Linked DNA regions of Zea mays: region 1 is linked to region 2. The links are chromatin contacts, called in public Hi-C maps. All regions are on one chromosome and are shown on one strand. Each heading gives the region's core, a stretch centred on a gene start, on an enhancer-like site or on the middle of the called end of the contact. The rest is flanking DNA. Distances are from core to core; before and after follow the strand shown.

What was found. A called contact is a pair of places that touch in the nucleus more often than the background predicts.
Region 1: a contact with region 2 is called in a Hi-C map of ear, with 2.1 times the contacts expected there. The contact joins the promoter of LOC100286155 here to the promoter of LOC100279395 in region 2. A contact is called at or near these places in 3 of 25 Hi-C or Micro-C datasets (ear, leaf and tassel).

What each region holds. Positions count from the first base shown.
Region 1 is chr2:181,420,259-181,423,460 of Zm-B73-REFERENCE-NAM-5.0, reverse strand. LOC100286155 (holocarboxylase synthetase) reads right to left here and starts at 1,886. Exons shown (of 3, transcript NM_001159043.1): 1 at 1,546-1,886. The coding sequence starts at 1,707.
Region 2 is chr2:181,215,009-181,217,911 of Zm-B73-REFERENCE-NAM-5.0, reverse strand. It overlaps LOC100279395, which reads left to right and starts at 1,441. Exons shown (of 5, transcript NM_001360969.1): 1 at 1,441-2,103. The coding sequence starts at 1,579.

The sequences.
Region 1 (3,202 bases), core at 637-3,136, 210 kb before region 2:
AGTTCTGTGAAAAAGATAAAATCATGCTACTAGAGGGCACAATCGTCACCTGTTGTAGAAGTGTGAAATCATGTACTCACTCATAGAAATAACTGCACTATTTTTTCTACCTCTACCTATTTAATTCTAATCACAATTTGTAGACAACCTGGCTATGTACCTCAAGAACGTATTGTGCTTCAATGCATTGCAATGAACTAGCTGAAAGCCTAGAACCTAGGCAATGTATAATGCTATTATGTGGCATGCGCATAGTGGAATGTTGCATCTGTTTTGTTGGAACTTGGAACTCACACCGTCTTGTGGGATGCTGGAGGAGGGCTGGAGGCATCTGCAGTTTTTCCTAGTCTCCAGGTGATGGCACTTGGTGAGATGACAGCTGCTGGCAATCAGGGCTAGAGACAGCTTAGGCTCTACGAGGTTGGTTATGCACATGAGGAAGTGAATACTAAGTTGTCAACTAGATGCCAGTACTGACAATTCCAATGCGTTCACTGGTTTCCGGTTGTACGAGGGTATACCCGACTATCCATTTGATGAGATAAGAAGAGGAGATTTAGTCATATTTAGATACAATATTGCACTACCAAAGCTTACTTGTTGTGTCTGAAAAATAAATGTTAACTTCTTACCTAACAATAAAACAATGTGGACCACAGAACAACACCTATCATAGAAATCAAGTACTGCAATCTCTGACTGGAACAGTACAGTAGTACACTGAATGGCGAGACTTCCATATAGCAGTGCACAAGCAAAGTGAGGTTTGAAAGGATGCATCCTTGGTACTACTGCTTAAGTAAGCTGCCCCAAAAGTAAAGTTTCTAGCCCCTCCCACCAGCTTTCCGATTGCACACCATCCCTCTGAACCTAACCAAGGCTAATCTGAGCCTTGCAAGTTGCAAAGCACAAAGTGAGACGCCCACAGCCGCTTCCACCCAGAAAGGAAAAGGCTAAAGTAACACGGAAGCAGCTGATTAGAGAAGGAGCAGCAATTAGAGCTGGTAAAATTCCAAGCGGAATGACTCCAAATGGCAATACAACAGTGATTCTTTTATCAATCAGTTTTGTCGGAGGTGTGATATTGAATACGAACAGGATGAGCTAGGCATCAAGTACGAAGAAACATTAATCCCAGGAAAAGTTGGCACTGGACGTGGATCGAAACTAACCATGCTCAGCCTATCCATCCATCCAGGAAATTCGGTCAGAACTTGCGTCGGGAGGTAACATGCATACTTGCTACTGACATCATAACCTTTGGCATCGCAAACAACAAATCGAAATCAGTATGGAACTGGACTTGAGAAATCCAATCCCCCCCCCCCCCCCTCTCAGAAAGGAGGAGTCGGCACCGGAATTCCCAACCAATCGAGCCTAAAACACAGGAATTCACACCACGCAGACTGACAAAGCGCCCAAAAGCGGATAGGCCCGAATTGGCCTCCGCCAGGACGCAAATCTCTGCCACTACCACCGTGGAACGACACCCAACAGGTACCGCAATCCGCCGCCTGGGGAGAAGAGGGAGGGAGATGGACGTACCATGGCGTGACGTTCGCCGGCGTGGAAGGAGGCCTTCTGCGCGCCCATGCCGAGCGTGTAGAGCTGCGAGAGCGAGTTGGCGGCGCCCCGGAAGGCCCCGTAGAGCGCCCGGTCCGTCTCCTCCAGGCGTGCCGCCTCCGCCTTGCGCTTCTTCCCGGCCATCCCAGCCAGTCCCCTCAGGTCGTCGCTTCCCGATCCGTCCGGCGACCGCCCAGTCCGGCGACGGAAGGGAGCTCTAAGGGACCCCGCGGCGAGACGGGCCCCGGCGGCGAGGTGACGTCGACGCGCACGAAGCGGCGGCTTTACGTCTCTCCCTGCCTGTGCCTGCGCAGTGTTTTTCCCCCCGTCTCGTCTCCTTCCCGTGGTTTTGGTTGGTTTCTCTTACTCCTCGCTCTTCATATCGTCTCGTCGTCGCGTCGTTTGCAGTGGCCAGTGGGTGTGGTGTGGGCGTGTGGCTCGTGTCGTGAGCGCGCGCGGAGGCTGATGCCGACGCTGGGCCCGCATGGCGGTGGGCGGAACGGGACGGGAGCGTACAAGCACGTGGCATGGGGGCTGACTGATTGACGGCGTGGATGCGAGGTAGTGGGACCATCGGAGCTGCCCGCCTGGCAGCACCGGTGTCAGTGACCGCTGTTGAGGCGTAATAGGCCCAGCGGCCCACTACAGATTAATAGGCCCAGCAGCCCACTGCAAGCAGCAGTGGCCGGTCCAGTGGCCTCGGAAACGCGGGGAGCCAGAGAGCTAGACTCTAGCTTTGAGTTGTCGTCTCTTCTTCGCACTCCTTGACGACAGTGTCCACCCCGCGTGGCGGCGCGCGCACCAAGAAGAGAAAGCCATGTCCAAGGGGTTCGTCGAGAGGGTATGTATGATAAAAACGGAAACGGTAATTTTTAGATACCGGAAATCATTTTCAAAGTTTTACCAAAATTTAGATCTAAACGGAATCGGTTACCGAAAATACGGGAACAAAATCGATAGAAAAAATCGAAAACGGAAACGGTTGGTGCTTTTTCCGACCGTTTCTGGATATTAGCGTTTTTATTCGGTATTTTACCGTCGGTAATAAATTCGATATTTTCAGAAAAATATTAAATCTGAACGGACCTTTATAAATTCAAAATAAATTCATCTTAACTTAGAAAATATGAAACTAATTTATTATTTTTTTAAAATCAAGATCTATCTAATGGTGTATAGTTTAGAATCGTTTGAAGCTTTTATAAATCTTATTTATGTTTTCTTACATGTTATTACTCTTGATACATATATTCATAATTTACACGAGAACTTAAGAAAGACTAAGAGAACACTAATTATATTGAATATGCCAAGTAGTATGAGTACAAATAGAATATAAGTGTCATATCATTATGCACATTTTGATTCTACTTTATTTAAATACGTAATAATAATTTTATTATTGTACACTTCTTACCTTATATATCTATTGTGACCTCATACCTTATATATTATTACTAATTTTATATGAATGTATGACTTGCGTGAATTTTTTAAGTTAATTGAGGGTACTTGTTACAATTTTTACCAATCGGATTTTAGTTTTTGATCGTAACCGATGTAATTTTCGTACCGAACTTTCGTTTCCGATGTTTCCGAATTACTGATGTCGTTTTCGTTTCTGGAGTTACCGTTTTGG
Region 2 (2,903 bases), core at 192-2,691:
ATGACATCTAATGTTTATGGACAGAGATGAAAACGAACACTTATTTGAATATTATTTTTTGTCTTTTTTAATTACGAATAAATAGGATATAAATACGTTATTCAGATTTTATTCTAGTTTTTTGTATTAATCTTGTAAAGATTTATAAAAGGCAAATATCAAATTTATCACATATCTTCTTGGATGATAACTATAAAATTCACACATAGAATTGGATACAGATCATATTTTTTTACATTTTTCATTATAGGGAACAAAGAATGCATAAAACAATTTATGCAATTTTTTTTGCGATAATGTGTGATGACATAAGAATAGATTAACACCAAATTTAATGCATATCTATTTTAGAATATTAAATTTATTGAATATCCACTCTTCTTTCTATTTATGAGTTCTAAATCAACAAACCAAGTTAGCTTCAATTTTCCGTATGAAATTTACACCGACATTGTTTACCCATGTTTTTTGTTGCCGTCAAAAGGAAAACACGGTAAGAGCTAACCCCAGAAGTTTAGCTAAAAATACTAGCCAAATTTTCTGATTTAGCTATTTTTATAATAAATTTTATATAAAATAAGGAGATTATTCCAATAGACTTGTAAATCTAGAACTCCTGTATAGCGAGTGAAAAAAGATATCTAAGAACAACTCAGTAGTTCTCTAAAATACCTCCTAAATCAATAATTTAGGTAGTTAAACTAAAAAATCCTCTCCAACAGTTCTCTAATTAAACTTCTAAATTTAGCTACTTCTCATCAAACCTCATTTACTCCCTATATCTAGCAACCTTTTACCAAGTCCCGAAACAACGAAGACTGACGAAAACCAATCATATGTCGACATGATGTACCCTTTCAGGAGCAAATTGATCGTCCCACGTGAATGGATTCAGCGTGATCCGTATGCTAGGTCTTCTACCGTCACTGTTCTGTCGATAAGTACTGCTAGTAATAGCAACCAACTGCCAACATATTTCTGAAACAGATGACAACGATCTGTCACCGTATGGGTGAATCAAATGTTTTGTTACAGATGCAATCAAAATATAAGTAGAAAATATGCACACTTATTTTTTTTATGTAGATTCAAAACCAAACTACAACATATATTTAAAGAGCTATTGGACAAGTCATAATTTTTAACTCCCAAAATTATTTAATAACTTCCTAAATCTATGATTTAGAAAACTAAAATATATATAACTATTAGATCTGCTCTAAAAAAAGAAAGTGAAGTTATAGGGATATAAAGCTACTAAAATTTAAAGGGTCATTTATAAAATCTGTTGGAGATGTTTTTTAATAATAATCAAAATTTACCAAGCGTCTCTTAAAGTTGCAGTAAAAAGAAAAGGGTCGCACTCGTTAAACCTAGCTGCGAGTACTCTTTGCAATTTAACCCGCGACATGCCATCTCCCTCTCTATCCCACGCTGCCTCGCTGGAGTTGGGAGGGGGTTTCCCTCTCTCTCTCCTCCTCATCCCCCTCTTTCTCCACTAGAGAGCCGGGACCTAGCACGAGAGGGAGGGAGGGAGAGAGTCACGCCGGGAGGTCACCGTCGCCGCCGACGGCCGCGATGGCTCGCCTGTTCCGCGAGTCCCGCCGCGACTCGTCCCCCTTCTCCTCCTCCTCCAATGGCTTCCTCCCGCCGGCGTCCGCTTCCAGCCCCTCGGTCTCCGCGCTCCCCTCGCCGTTCCCGGACCTCGGGGTCGCCCTCTCCACCGCGGACCTCCGGGAGGCCGCCTACGAGGTGCTGGTCGCGGCCTCCCGCACCACGGGCGGGAAGCCCCTCACCTATATCCCCCAGTCCTCGTCGGTGGCCGCGGGGGCCACGGCGTCCCCGGCCTCCTCCGCGTCCTCGGCATCCTCCGCCTCGCTCCAGCGCTCCCTCACCTCTGCCGCCGCCAGCAAGATGAAGAAGGCGCTCGGGCTCCGCTCGTCCGCCTCCTCCAAGGGTGTCGGCAGCCCCGGGAGTGGCGGGAAGGCGGCGCCCCCGCGTAGGCCCGCCACGTTTGGGGAGCTCATGCGGGTGCAGATGCGCATCTCCGAGCCCACCGACGCCAGGATCCGCAGGGGCCTCCTCCGCATCGCTGCCAGCCAGGTAGGATCTCGTGTTTAGCTGCTGAGATTCCCGCTGAGATTTCCTTCCAATGCTGGCGTTGGTGGATTGCGTTACTAGATCTGGAGTCGGTCAAGAGTGCCATGATGTTCTCGGAGTTTGTTGAAGGGTCCGTCGAAAATTCAAATTTAGCTAAATTTACACCTATTTTCTTATTTGATTTAAAAGTATACTATGTCTTAGATATTTTTAGTTTAGGATTGGAATGCCGTTGCTAAACATGCGGCATTTTATAGGGACGAGAGTGAAATGACTTATCTATTTTTTTGGCGGATCTTGTAATTTGGGTGTCGGCTTCAGCAGCTGTTATTAATATTTGTTGCCTTCAGATACCTAATTAAGATTTTCCCTTGCTTCATTGAATATAAAATTGCATCTCTCAACTTTGTAGTCACGGATAACCTTTGTTTGTTAATTCTTACCTTGGTCTAGGGTTCTCGTGATAAAGTGCGAAGATGAATTAGGAATGCACATACTCCCTCTGTTTGAATCTGAAACTCAGTTTTAGTTTTGTTCCAGGTCAAACTTGTCTAACTTTGACCAATTTTATATAATATATTACATTTACAATATCAAATAAGGCCCTGTTTGGTTTGAGGGACTAAAGATTAGTCCCTCAAGGGGTGACTAAAAGGGACTAAACCATATTAATTCCACTTTTTCCCCTCAGTTATTTCAGTTGCACTAATGACGTTATTTCAGTTGCACTAATGACGGGAGAAGGTTAAGGGGCATTTTAGTCTTCTTATGAGTCATTTAATGCGTTCTCAACACTTTTAGTC